Linked DNA regions of Pan troglodytes: region 1 is linked to region 2. Evidence: chromatin contacts called from public Hi-C data. All regions are on one chromosome and are shown on one strand. Each heading gives the region's core, a stretch centred on a gene start, on an enhancer-like site or on the middle of the called end of the contact. The rest is flanking DNA. Distances are from core to core; before and after follow the strand shown.

Region 1 (6,954 bases), core at 207-2,706, 45 kb after region 2:
CAGAGGTGAGGCCTGCTTCCAATGGGGCTGCAGCTGGCTGGAGTGTGACGGCCACTCTGCCTTCATCCGGGCCCAGGGCTTAAAATAATGGTCCTTGCCTTTGTCAACCTAAATAACAGAGAGGCTCTCTCAAAGAAAATGATACCTATTTGGGCATAGGGCATTGCAATGGTAGTATCCATGCCATAGTAAACTATATGGGTATTCAGGGAGGTAAAGGAAGACAGGCTTTAAGGGAAAAAATAGGATTACATAATTGTTTTGAAATATTTATCCTTAGGTAGAAGGATTAATAACAAGGGTGACCACTCAAGGTTGGACAAGCGGTTGCTGGGCAGATGGCCATTCAAAAGTATGTTTTGTGCAAGGTTGTGACGCCCTTTGTGCAAGGTTGTGGTTTTTGCAGAGTCTTTGTGATAGTTTTCATTATCAGGTATTTATGCACGAGAACCCTCTTGTCATGGGTTTCTTGGGCTGTGTCCGGGTTTTTTTGTTCTGTTTTTTAACACAAGTGACTCCATTTAGATTAACAACTTTTGCACTCTCAGGACACTCACAGCCTAAGCCACCTCTACCCCTACGTTGTCAAATGCGATGGGAGTGTGGCTAGACCACCTCCTTCCCTGGTGCTTTGTTCCCTGTAACCACGAGCAATCTATCACACACCCGCTTCCTGATAATCGAGAAGGAATCGGCCGAAGGGCTTCAGCATCCAGAAAGCCCCGAAAGCGCCACAATCAAGGCTCCTCCTCGGGCTCCCCCGTGCTGCCCCGGGCGCGCGCCATCCACCCGGCTGACAAAAAGCACCAGGACATGACCCAGTACCCTTTGATTTCTGTCCAGAGGTGGCGGACCCACCTCGGGGCTGGGATGGAGGGCGGGTCGGGGTCGCTAGGCTTTTTGCAAAAGGGGCAAAGGACTGATGGGGGGCGTAAGGAGCTGACGCCCGCGCTCCAAAGGGGCGTCCTGGTCAAGGAGGATGGGCCGCGCCCCCGCCAGCCGTGGGGACCCTGGAGGTGCTTCTGCCTCGACGTCCTCCAACATGGGTGCTGCCAGACTCTGCTGCGCTCCTGAGTTGCTCCTCGCGGAATTCCAGCTACCCGACATGGGTGTCACATTTTCGGCTTCTGGGCCATGTCGGGACGGCGGGAGGACCCCGGGGGACCGGCGGGAGAGTGGGAAAGGTGGGGCGGGAAAGCCGAGCGAGGCCCTCACCCGCCCATCTGTTGGCGGGGGCGGCAAGTGGGTTTCTTTCTTGCGTTCAGATTTTGCAGTAATTTGCATCTGGACATGGGATACGGGAGGCCAGGCTGCTCCTCGCAGTACACCCACCCACGCCTGCACCTGCCTCAGCGAAGCCGCTCGCCGCTGGTTCCAGCACAGGCTAAAGAGCTTCGGTATCCAGAAAACCAGAAGCGCGCCGCGCACGCGCGCCAAGGAGTTCGGCGACGGCCCCGCCCCTCGCCTGCCTCGTCCCGCCCCTTCGGGGATAGGGACAGCGCGGCTTCCGCCGGGAGCCCGGAACCGAGCCGGGGACGGTGCGCCAGTGCCCCTCCGCGAGCCCCAACCCGTAGACGGTTCCCTCCCGCGCCCCAATTTCGATTTTCAAACGCAACTCCTACAGGATTCTGAGACCCCGTCCCATCTCCCATATCCCATTTCCAGCTGCAAATTACTGCAGAATCTGAACCCAGGAAAGAAACCCATTTGCCGACCCCCTCTTCCCTCTCCAGACAGGTGGAGAGCGGGTGAGGGTCTCGCTCGGCTTTCCCCCTGCACCTTTCCCACCCTCCCGCCCGTCCCTGGGGGTCCTCCGTCACCGCGGCCATGGCCCAGAAGCCGAAGGTGGACCCCCACGTCGGGCGGCTGGGATACCTGCAGGCGCTGGTCACGGAATTCCAGGAGACCCAAAGCCAAGGTGAGAGCCACGGTGGGATCAGGTGGCAGGGTCCGCTGTGACCGCCGCCCGGACCTGGCTTCAGTGCCGCTTTCCCGTTGCAGACGCCAAGGAGCAAGTCCTCGCCAACCTCGCCAACTTCGCTTATGACCCCAGCAACTACGAGTATCTGCGGCAGCTGCAGGTCCTGGATTTATTTCTCGATTCGCTGTCGGAGGAGAATGAGACCCTGGTGGAGTTTGCTATTGGTAAGGGCGGGGCCCGTTCCCTAGATGCCTAAATGGGCCAGGGTGAGATAAGTGAATTAGAAGTGAGTCCTTGGGGCCGGGCGTGGTGGCTCACACCTGTAATCCCAGCAGTTTGGGAAGCTAAGGCGGGCGGATCACCTGAGGTCAAGAGTTCGAGACCAGCCTGGCCCACATGGCGAAACCCCGTCTCGTACAAAAATTAGCTAGACGTGGTGGCGAGTGCCTGTAATCCCAGCTACTAGCGAGCCTGAGGCAGGAGAAGCTTGAACCCAGGAGGCGAATGTTGCAGTGAGCTGAGATCGTGCCACTGCACCACAGCCTCGGGGACAAGAGTGAGACCCCGTCTCAAAAAAAAAAAAAAAAAAGCCGCACACAGTGGTGTGCACCTGTAGGCCCAGCTACTCTGGAGGCTGAAGCAGGAGGTATTGCTTGAGTCTGGGAGGCAGAGGCCGAAGTGAGCTGAGATTGTGCTACTGCACTCCAGCCTGGGCGACAGAGTGAGACCATGTCTCAAAAAAATATGTTTTAAAAAGAGCAGTTTTGTAGCCGGGCGCGGTGGCACACACCTGTAATACCAGCACCAGCACTTTGGGAGGCTGAGGTGGGCGGATCACCTGAGGTCAGGAGTTCAAGATCAGCCTGGCCAACATGGTGAAACCCCATCTCTAACTAAAAATACAAAAATTAGCCGGGCATGGTGGTGGGCGCCTGTAATCCCAGCTACTTGGGAGGCTGAGGCAGGAGAATCGCTTGAACCCGGTAGGCAGAGGTTGTAGTGAGCCAAGATGGCACCACCGCACCCCAGCCTGGGCAACAGCGAGACTCTGTCTCAAAAAAAAAGCAATTTCAGGCCGGTGAGGTGGCTCACACCTTTAATCTCAGCACTTTGGGAGGCCGAAGCAGGGAGATCACTTGAGTTCTGGAGTTCAAGACCAGCCTGGGCAACATGACAAAACCCCATCTCTGCTTTAAAAAAAAAAAAAAAAAAAATTAGTCTGGCGTGGTGTCCCAGCTACTCAGGAGGCTGAGGTGGGAGGATTGCTTAAGCCTGGGAGGTCAAGGCTGCAGTGAGCTGGGATTGGGCCACTGTACTCCAGCCTGGGTGACAAAACGAGAATCTGTCTCAAAAACAAAAATAACTCATATTTAGTGTTTTCATATCAAGAGAAGCAGAGATGGCTTGCAGTCTGTAACTTATGGCTTTTGTCGTTGTTATGATCTTAAGACCTATTGAGTTATTCACTGGGTAGATATTTATTGCGCATGTGCCGTATATGCAAGCTACTGCTCTAAATGCTGGAGTATGGTGAACAGCTTAGGGAAAGGTCTTTGCCCCTCAGGAGCTTACATTCTATTAGGGGGGACAGGTGGTTAGCAAACAAAAAAGATGATGCTCAGAAGGAAGTAAATGGGGTGATGAGAGACAGCAGTGGAAGGTGGGGGTTACTTCAGTTTTGGCCATCATGAGAAAGGCATTTTAGCTGGGACACAGCATGGGCAAAGGCCTTAAAACAGGAAGGAGCCAGACGGAAGGCTGATGTGGGAGGATCGTTGCAGTGAAGTGGAGAATGGCACAAAAAGAATTTAGAGAGTTCAGTGGCACCAGAGCTTGCAGGAGCTTAGATCTAGGCCGTGGGAAATAGTTTGAAGCAAACAAAATTTTGAGAACAAACAAAAATTCCTTTTTCAAGCAATGCACAGTGCCCACCTGTAGTCCCAGATACTCAGGAGGATCGCTTGAGCCCAGGAATTTGAGGCTGTAGTGTGTGTGATTGCACGATTGCACCTGTGAATGGCCACTGCACTGCAGCCTGGCCAACACGCGCGTAGTCACCTGGCTGAAGTCTTGTCAGGCTTCTCCACTGTAAAATTACTCTTTCTTTCCCCTCTTTACGTATTATACCCATTGGAAGGAAGTCACTACATAAATTATCTTAAATCTCTCTTTTTATTCTCTTTTTCTTTTCTTCTTTTTTTTTTTTTTTTTTGAGATAGGGTCTCACTCTGTCACTTAAGCTGGAGTGCAGTGGTGTGATCATAGCTCACCATAAACTTGAACTCCTGGGCTCAAGCAGTCTTCCTGCCTTAGCCTCCCGAGTAGCTGTGACTACAGGTGTGCACCACCATGCCCAGCTAATTTTTTTTTTTTTTTAATTTTTTGTTGTGACAGGATCTCACTGTGTTGCCCAGACTGGTCTCGAACTCCTGGCCCCAAGAAATAAATCCCTTGTAACCCTAAACAGACCCTCATTTCATAACACTGATTCTTGAAGGCCCCAACCAGGAATGCAAATGTTCCCCCTTCCGGTTTGTCTCATTGCCTCTTTGTGGTTTCTTTATCCCCTTTATTTCCTATAATCCAGAAATTGGGTTGAATGTCTTGATAGGATCAAATAACACATTTTTTATTTTATTTTATTTTATTTCATTTCATTTTATTTTTTGAGATGGAGTCTTGCTCTGTCGCCCAGGCTGGAATGCGGTGGTGCAATCTCAGCTCACTGCAACCTCTGCCTCCTGGGTTCAGACAGTTCTCCTGCTTCAGCCTCCCGGGTATGGGATTATAGGCGCCTGCCACCACGCCCGGCTAATTTTTGTGTTTTTAGTAGAGACGGGGTTTCACCATGGTGGCCAGGCTGGTCTCAAACTCCTGACCTCAGGTGATCCGCCCGCCTCAGCCTCCCAAAGTGCTGGGGTTACAGTCGTGAGCCACCACACCTGGCCCAACTAACACATTTTTAAAAATACTTTTTATTTATTTATTTTTTTTTGAGATGGAGTCTTGCTCTGTCGCCCAGGCTGGAGTGCAGTGGCGCGATCTTGGCTCACTGCAAGCTCCGCCTCCCGGGTTCACGCCATTCTCCTGCCTCAGCCTCCCAAGTAGCTGGGATTACAGGCGCCCCCCCACCAGGCCCGGCTAATTTTTTGTACTTTTAGTAGAGACCGGGTTTCACCGTGTTAGCCAGGATGGGCTCAGTCTCCTGACCTCGTGATCCGCCTGCCTCGGCCTCCCAAAGTGCTGGGATTACAGGCGTGAGCCACCGCGCCCGGCAGAAATACATTATGATAAGTGTGATTCAAATTTTTCAAACACCATCCAGGTCTCCTCTAAAGAGGAGAGGAGATTCCTGGGGCCAGACTACAAATGAGGGTCTTCTCTCCATGAGGGGGCTCCAGCACATGTGTGTACACATTCACACCCCCACAGACAGCTGCCCCTTGGCCACTCCCTGGGTTTGGAAGTGCACACACCAACAGTGGCATTCACTCCTGGGAGTCAGGATCCAAGAGAGAGGCCCATGCGGCCGTGGGAGCAGGTTTAGGGCCTGGAGCTCCAGGTGCAGGGGAAGGACGGCTGTGGGCTTTGGGTGAGCTCCCTGGACTTACTGCCCCACAGAGGACCAGAGTGGGGCCTGCTAAAGCCAAGCCAGGGCAGGAGCCCTAGTTGCCCAGGTCCCCGAGTGATGCCAGCTCCTCTAGAAGATTATTATGCCAAACAAATATTCTAAAAAGTTGGTGTCTAAAACGTCCTCCGTCCCGTCCCTTTTCGTGCCTCTGCCCCCCACGGCTGCTGCAGTCTGAATGGTGACGGTGGCCCCTGCAGAAGCATGTGGCTAAATCTCCACCAGGGGGCGATAGAGCTCCTCCAAATCAAGCTGCTGACCCTGGAGAAAAATCTGCGGAAGTCACAGAGCAGTCCCCACCAAAAGTGTTTACCAAGTGGAGTCTTTCCTGCTGGCGTTTCCTCAGGGTCAGGAAGCAACTTTCCCAGGACAGGGGCACCCTGAGGTCCGGGTCCACTGAGCTATGGGGGCGGCGTGGGCCTGGGCTGGGTTCTTGCCATCCTGGGCAGCTTCCCGGCGTGGGTGACTGAGCCCGGGTCCTGGAGTCCGCGGTCCCAGCGTCTCCACTTCTCAGCTGATTCCTAGAAGCTGAGTCCCGTCCCTTCTCCGAGCGTGGTTTCCTCTCCTGCCTTGCCTGCCTCGCAGGCAGTTGTGGGAGCAGAAGTGTGTCTGTGCATCTGTGTCTCTGTGCAGGTATTTTAGAATTGTTAGGATCATTATCACCAGCTTTACTTTTCCCAACCATTTTTTTTCCTCCTTTTTTTCTCTTCCTTCTTCTGCCACAGCAAGACCCCCCGCCCCAAGCACAGTAGCTTTCTCAGCGTCGAATCCCTTCGTGGGACCCTCTGCAAATGAAATTTCTCGAAATTTCTCTTGTATTTATTATGCATGACTGAGAAGGAGAGCCCCCGCGTATTTTCTTACTGCCGTCGTTTCCCTTTCTCTTAGTGTCTCTGCTTGGGGATCCCCGACAGGCACTTAACTCTGCTGTTTCTGGAGAAGGCTCTGTGCTGCGCCTTGGAGCTTTGAGTCTTTTATCCGATGTGGCAGCCCTGAGATTGTGATCTCCCTGAGCCAGAGCCAGCCTTACTTCTGTCTGCATGGTTTGAGTGCTTAGGCCTTTTGGCCTAGGGAGGAGGAAAGAAGGGGAAGAAAAGGCAGGAGATCTTCACTTAATAGGTGTGGAGTCCTGGCCATGACTTGGTGCAACACCCCTGAGCAGGGTTGGTTCTGGAAGGACTGGCAGAGTGGAGAGCTGGGTCAGATTGCCCATGGCTGTGGCTCGCAGAACCAAAACCAAGCTGGGTGTGGTGGCTCACACCTGTAATCCCATTTGGGAGGCCGAGGGGGGTGGATCACTTGAGGTCAGGAGTTCGAGACCAGCCTGGCCAACATGGCAAAACCCCGTCTCTACTAAAAATACAAAAATTAGTTGGGTGTGGTGGCACACACCTGTAGTCCCAGC
Region 2 (7,376 bases), core at 538-3,037:
TTTGCTTAGCCAGTATTAGAACAGATCTTTACAACAGCAGCTGGGCTGGGTTCCCATTCGGAGCCTTTCAGGGATCTGGGGGATGAGGGCGGAAGGCCTAGCTCTTTGGAAATGGCCTGTACTTTAAGGACACTGGAGCCAAGAGGATTGTTCCCGTGCCGTGCCATGGTTTCACCCTATGTGTGCCACAATGGACGTTAGCAGCTGCTTCGGAACACCGTCCCTCCTGTGCACCCTCCAAGACCTGCAGCAGATGCAAAGGGTTCTAGTTGCAGTTTGTCGAATTGAGGTTTTAGGTAAAGCATAGAGTTGCCAGAGTACCCCGCATTCCCATGAATAGAGCCTCCAAGGAAAGGGAGGATGGGGTGTCCTTTGTTGTGGTTGGAGGTTGGTGATCATTGCTCTGGATTTGGGGCTCCCGGCTGCCACCACATGCAGCTTTGCCTCAGCTTTCTCCAGCAGCCGGGACCCTCTGGAGAGCTTGTTTTCCCTCCAAGAGGAGGTTTGAGACAGGCGGCATCCTGCACTGAGTCAGACAGACAAGTGGGAGCTGTAGGAACTGCACCTGCAGCCTCTTCTTACTCCCCATTGACCCTGTCTTCCTTCCCTGGCTTTTTCAACTGGACCAAAGATGAAGGCACTTATGGACCCTTTGATGGCTTGGAGTGGGGAAGGCTGTTTCTTTGAAAGTTGCCAAATGTGTTATGTTGTTGTGTCTCAGAGAGAGTTATTTCTGTGACTCTCTTGGAAATGCCTTGACTGAATGTGCAATATTTGTGTCTCTTGGTTTCTAACCTTGGCGGACCTGCTCCCCTCTGTACTGTCCCCAGTGGTATGTATGTATGTGCTAGGCAGTCTGGGGACCCCCTGTGTCTCTGACCACCCCCCCGACCCCCGCCATTACTTTCTTTTCTGGAGTGCCATGCTGGCGAGGATCCGGACGCGGCAGCACCCTCTTTCGGGCTGCATCCACAGAGTTGGTGTCCACACTTTCTCTCCGAGCATGTGGGTCTCGCTGAGCAGTCGTGGAATGCGGTGGAGCCAGGGGACCCTGTCTGCCCCGAATAACTTTCAGTAGTATGGCAGATGGCACAGAGAAAGGGAAGGGGCTCTGGGGACTTCTTCTATGAAAGCCTCCTCGAGCCAGGTGCTCCTGGGCACCTTCAGAAGTAATGTCCTGTGTGCTTCACAGCTCACCTGCTTGCCAAGGTACGTCTGGGTAGTAGTTTCTGGAAATGACTGCAGACTGTGCCAAATGTCTTTTGAGCTTCTGACCTGACCATGCCCAGATGGCATAACTTTTCCCTAGGACCCTCACTCTCCTTGTTTCTCTGTATCTGTAGCATAGCATAGAACCCGGTATACAGGGGTTTCTGCTGACACATTAACGTCTACACACCTATGCGCCACATTTTACAGCTGTAAAGTGTTAGATGAACTGCCGTCCTCAGTAAAAGCAGCCACCCCTTCAAGAGTCACAGGCATCCATCCAGTTGTATCTTTCAGAGAAAAAAAAAGTTAGATGTAGCCAAGGAAAGTAGTGATCACGGGAAGGACTGCTCTGAGCCGGGTAGGATGGAGGACTTTGGAAGAGGCGCTCCTTGGCCAGGTCCAATGAGTAACATCAGACTGACAGAGGAAAAGCAGCTTGGTTTGCGGCCTTGTGCCCAGTCTCGTTGAGGCGCTTGTCCCTGTCTGCTTTCCTGGGGCATGCCTGATCAGCGTGGGCTGGAGCTCCTAGACCAACCCCAGCTTTCTCACCAGGTTCAGCAAGGAGGCCTGGGGGTCAGACACCAATGTTGAGCACCACCTGAGGGCGCCGTTTCCTTCATTCCTCTTAGATTCCATAGTTGCCGCCATGAAAAGACTGCTCTTGAGCCCCAAGGCACAGGCACATGCTCTGGGAAATAGACAGGAGTGGTATTTCCGCCCTCTCGGAGGGCTGGTGTTCACCAAGTTTCCCTCCTCGCTGCAACCCAATGACACCTGTATTGTTCCAGCGCTCCAGGACTCTGGGTTCTTAAGATTTCTGGGAGCGTTGTTCACCCACCCCCTTTAGGAACCAGGCTGGTGTTCTTGCTTGAAAGCGTTGTGCCCTCTGAGTGTCTGGCTGATCACATCAGAGAGGTCTGCGTGGCAGTTTGGGGCTGTCACGTGACCAGTGACCCACACTCTCTGCTGCCCAGTACTGCCAAGTGGGGAGGGTCCTGCCTTTTTCTCTGCCCCAGGTCTGGGACGCAGGTGATGCCAGCCAGGCCCAGGAGTGCCCAGCATCCCCCAGCTGATGACACAGTAGCACGGATTCTGTCTTTTCCTCAGAATCTGGCCTTTTTCCATGGCAATGAGGTGGGGCCCAGCCTCCTCTAAAGTGGCTTTGTTTCTGCACAGTTGTAACTGCTCTTGGGGGTGTCAGTGAGGCTGCGAGCAGGGAGCCACGGGATGCTGAGAGAGGAGGCCCGAGAGGACACCCCACCCTCCAGCGTGGCCTTTGATCCAGACTTAGGGACGAGGCTGTCACTGGTGGGCACCCTCTGTTCCTGTTTGTGTGTTTGAATAGTCTGAAATGCTGTGACTTTTTTTGTGTGAATAAAGATATGAAACAAACTTCTGAATCTCAAGAACTGTGGTGTGTTTTCCATTACTGCAGTCTCCCGGTTCCCACTGTCACTTCCTGTCGATGGTTCTCACATGGGTTTCAGGAGATGACTTAACTACCTTTCCTACCAGGACAGCTGACCAAGTCCTTTTCTCCTGCTACTGAAACCACCAAAGGGGGTGTTGGGCCTTCTCCCTCCTCCCTTTCATTTTACTGAATCTGAAAAGACCCAGAGAATGCAGAGAAACAGAAGGTGGGACAGATGGGCTGCCCACCAGAGAGCTGGAAAGAGACAAGGGGAGGAGTGTGATTTTTTTTTTTTTTTTTTTTTTCCCCGAGATGGAGTCTCGCTCTGTCACCCAGGCTAGAGTGCAGTGGTGCAATCTCGGCTCACTGCAACCTCTGCCTCCCATGTTCAAGCAATTCTCCCTCGGCTTCCTGAGTAGCTGGGATTACAGGCGCCTGCCTGCACGCCTGGCTAATTTTTGTATTTTTAGTAGAGACAGTATTTTGCTGTGTTGGCCAGGCTGGTCTCGAACTCCGACCTCAGGTGATCCTCCCGCCTCAGCCCCCCAAAGTGCTGGGGTTACAGGCATGAGCCACCATCCCCGGCCGTGAGATGGTTTTTAAGGGACAAGTCTTTCTGGAAGAGAGTGAGTGACTAGGTACAAGGAAGAGGATGAGTGAGGAACGTTTGGTGACAAGTAACCAACAAACAAGTATTGATCACTTCAGCATCAGGCGGGGCATGGGATCCTCAGAAGGTGTTAGTCCCTTCCAGACAGCATTTTCAGGTAGGGAGACAAAATGGACTCATACAGCTTAGTGAACAGGATGCGTGGGTGCATCCGTCAGGGTCCAATTGAGACCACAGCAGTTGTTAACTGGTAGTGGAGAAAGGAAAGGGCAGGAGTGGACACTGAGGCATCACAATGTAGGGATTGCAGGGTGCAGTCCTCACTCCTGGGACCTGAGAACAGTGGGAAGACATTGGGATTATTAAAGTGGAGATTTGGCCGGGCGCGGCGGCTCACACCTGTAAGCTCTTTGGGAGGCCGAGGCAGGCGGATCACCTGAGGTTGGGAGTTCGAAACCAGCCTGACTAACGTGGAGAAACCCCATCTCTACTAAAAAATACAAAATTAGCCGGACCAGCTACTCGGGAGGCTGAGGCAGGAGAATCACTTGAACCTGAGAGGTGGAGGTTGTGGTGAGCCGAGAGCACGCCATTGCACTCCAGCCTGGGCAACAAGAGCAAAACTCCGCCTCAAAAAAATAAAAGGGCTGGGCGCAGTGGCTCACGCCTGTAATCCCAGCACTTTGGGAGGCCGAGGCGAGCGGATCACGAGGTCAGGAGATCTAGACTATCCTGGCCAACATGGTGAAACCCCGTCTCTACTAAAAATATAAAAATTAGCTGGGCATGGTGGCAGGTGCCCGTAATCCCAGCTACTCTACTCGGGAGGCTGAGGCAGGAGAATGGCTTGAACCCGGGAGGCAGAGGTTGCAATGAGCAGAGATCACTGCACTCCAACCTGGTGACAGAGCGAGACTCAGTCTCAAAAAAAAAAAAAAGATTCACCTGCACTTTGGGAGGCCCAAGCTGGGAGGATTGCTTGAGCCCAGGAGTGTGAGATCAGCCTGGGCATCGTGGTGAGACTCTGTCTCTATGTAAAATTAAATCTAAAGATAAAATAAGGCCAAGTGTGGTGGCTCACACCTGTAATCCCAGCACTTTGGGAGGCCGAGGCAGGCAGATCACTTGAAGTCAGATGTTTGAGACCAGCCTGGCCAACATGGTGAAACCCTGTTTCTACTAAAAATACAAAAATTAGCCGGGCATGGTGGCACATGCTTGTAATCCCAGCTACTTGGGTGGCTGAGGCACGAGAATTGCTTGAACCCGGGAGGTGGAGGTTGCAGTGGGCCGAGATCACACCACTGCACTCCAACCTGGGTGACAGAGATTGTGTCTCAAAATAAAATGGAGATTCAAGAGGAGGGGACCGATGGAGAAGGACGTGCTGGCCAGTGGCAGCTGCTGCCTCTCAGAGGGTAGAGAAACCACCAAGAAACCAGCACCACTCCTGGAATCAGCTATGCCAGCACACAGCAGTGTTCTGTGGTTTGGCTCACAACAGGAAATACATTGTCCCTCCTTTTTTTCTCTCGTCTTGCAGTCTCCCTCAGCCTGTCCTACCAGGTTGAGCTAGGAGGGGGAAAATGTGGCTTGGAGCAGAGTTCAGAGGGTGGGTTTGGGGCTGAGAGACAACAATGTGGTGACTGGCTCAGTCCACCTGTTTGGTTCCCCTCACATGTACATGCTTCTGCACATACTTGAACTTGCATAGGATGGTGAAAAATGCTGGGTGTGGTGGCTCATGCCTATTATCCCAGCACTTTGGGAGGCCAAGGCAGGTGGATCACTTGAGGTCAGGAGTTTGAGACCAGCCTGGCCAACATGATGAAACCCCGTCTCTACTAAAAATACAAAGAATTAGGCTGGGCGCGGTGGCTCACGCCTGTAATCCCAGCACTTTGGGAGGCCGAGGCGGGTGGATCACGAGGTCAGGAGATGGAGACCATCCTGGCTAACACGGTGAAACCCTGTCTCTACTAAAAATACAAAAAATTAGCTGGGCGTAGTGGTGGGCGCCTGTAGTCCCAGCTACTCGGGAGGCTGAGGCAGGAGAATGGCGTGAACTCGGGAGGTGGAGCTTGCAGTGAGCCAAGATCGCGCCACTGCACTCCAGCCTGGGCGACAGAGCGAGACTCCGTCTCAAAAAAAAAAAAAAAAAATTAGCTATGCGTGGTGGCGGGTGCCTGTAATCCCAGGTACTCTGGAGGCTGAGGCAGGAAAATCGCTTGAACTCAGGAGACAGAGGTTGCAGTAAGCCGAGATCATGCCATTGCGCTCCATCCTGGGCAACAAGAGCGAAACTCTGACTCGGAAAAAAAGAAAAAAAAAAGGTGGTGAAAAAACAACTTCATGCCTCCATGGAACAAGATACAACTACCCTTCTACAAGCAAAAATAATCTCTCCTTCCCTCCAAAATAAACACGAAGTGCCAAGTCATTGTATCCCTGTCTCAGAGACAGTCACTATTTCTGGGCTATGTTAATTGCTCCTAATTGCCAGGCTCACACCTGGAATCCCAGTACTTTGGGAGGCTGAAGTGGGAGGACTGATTGAGGCCAGGAGTTCAAGACCAGGATGGGCAACATAGGCCCCATCTATAAAAATTTTTTTTTAATTAGCCAGGCGTGGTGACACATGCCTGTAGTTCCAGCTACTCAGGAGGCTGAGGTGGGAGGATCACTTGAGCCAAGGATTTCAAAGCTGCAGTGAGCTGTGCCCTCTAGCCTGAGAGACAGAGTGAGACACTGTCTCTCTTTTTTTTTTTTTTTTTGAGATGGAGTTTCGCTCTTGTTGCCCAGGCTGGAGTGCAATGGTATCATCTAGGCTCACTGCAACCTCCGCCTCCCAGGTTCAAGCGATTCTCCTGCCTCAGCCTCCCGAGTAGCTGGGATTACAGGCGTGTGCCACCACATCCAACTAATTTTTGTATTTTTAGTAGAGACAATGTTTTACCATGTTGGCCAGGATGGTTTGATCTCCTGACCTCGTGATCCACCCGGCTCGGCCTCCCAAAGTGCTGGGATTACAGGCGTGAGCCACTATGCCCAGCCAGAACCTCTCTTAAAAAAAAAAAAAAAAAAAAAAAAAAAATTGGCCAGGTACCATGGCCCACACCTGTAATCCCAGCACTTTGGGAGGCTGAGGTGAGAGGATTGCTTGAGGCCAGGAGTTCAAGACCATCTTGGGCAACATAGCAAGACCTGTCTCTACAAAAGGAAAAAATTTTTGTTAATTACTCCTAATTCGGTTGGTGTAATACACAACACCTAGTTGGTGACGGGCAGCTCAGGCCACAGGGTCACTTGATGTCCCATGAACTAGGTGTTCCATCTCGGTCAGGGCCCGGTGAAATAGTTACTTGCAAAAGAGGACATGGACCTGCCCAGAACCCTGGAGTTCTGCATGGCCACAGTCCAGCTGGGACTTGCAGGAGGCTCTGATACAGCATCTGTACTGGCAGGAGATAATTTCAGTATCACTGGATCTCCCCAGCCATAAAGCCCAGGTGGCAGCACAGAGCTAAATTTTTAATAAGAGTCATACCACACAGAAAGATTTTCATCAGTAAAGCTTTCCCCTGGAGTAAACTGTTACTCCATGAAGCCAGATTAATTCCTTGATCAATTTTCTATACAGGGTAATTAAATTGCTTCTAAGTTTTCTATTTTTATTTTAATTTTTACTTAAATACTTTCATTAAGATCATGGTTTTCCTAGAATCTTTCTGAACTTACTCTGATTCAGAGGACTGCCCAATTTGAAAAAAAAAAAGATTGAGGCCGGGCGTGGTGGCTCACGCCTGTAATCCCAGCACTTTGGGAAGCCAAGGTGGGCAGATCACCTGAGGTCAGGAGTTCGAGACAAGCCCAGCCAATATGGTGAAACCCCGTCTCTACTAAAATACAAAAATGAGCCAGGCATGGTGGCGGGTGCCTGTAATTCCAGCTACTCAGGAGGCAGAGGCAGGAGAATCACTTGAACCCGGGAGGTGGAGGTTGTAGTGAGCCAAGATCACGCCACTGCACTCCAACCTGGGCAACAGAGTGAGACTCTGTCTCAAAAACAAATAAATAAATAAAAATAAAATATCGGCCAGATGTGGTAGCTCATTCGTGTAATCCCAGCACTTTGGGAGGCCG

Evidence for each region. A called contact is a pair of places that touch in the nucleus more often than the background predicts.
Region 1: a contact with region 2 is called in a Hi-C map of induced pluripotent stem cells, with 2.0 times the contacts expected there. The contact joins the promoter of ARMC7 here to the enhancer-like site in region 2. A contact is called at or near these places in 3 of 7 Hi-C or Micro-C datasets (induced pluripotent stem cells and stem cell-derived neural progenitor cells), 1 of 1 datasets of contacts at active chromatin or transcription factors (stem cell-derived excitatory neurons) and 1 of 1 other capture datasets (stem cell-derived neural stem cells).

The regions. Positions count from the first base shown.
Region 1 is chr19:88,103,845-88,110,798 of NHGRI_mPanTro3-v2.0_pri, forward strand. It overlaps ARMC7 (armadillo repeat containing 7), which reads left to right and starts at 1,457. Exons shown (of 3, transcript XM_016932915.4): 1 at 1,457-1,918; 2 at 2,002-2,145. The coding sequence starts at 1,828.
Region 2 is chr19:88,058,689-88,066,064 of NHGRI_mPanTro3-v2.0_pri, forward strand. It overlaps KCTD2 (potassium channel tetramerization domain containing 2), which reads left to right. Exons shown (of 6, transcript XM_001138510.7): 6 at 1-2,621. Among named protein-coding and RNA genes, the nearest start is that of ATP5PD, 20 kb to the left of the region's middle. Within about 2 kb of position 1,788, at least 7 of the 24 cell types and tissues checked have an H3K27ac peak or open chromatin away from gene starts, as enhancers often do. A contact at or near this core is called in induced pluripotent stem cells and stem cell-derived neural stem cells, where this site is marked.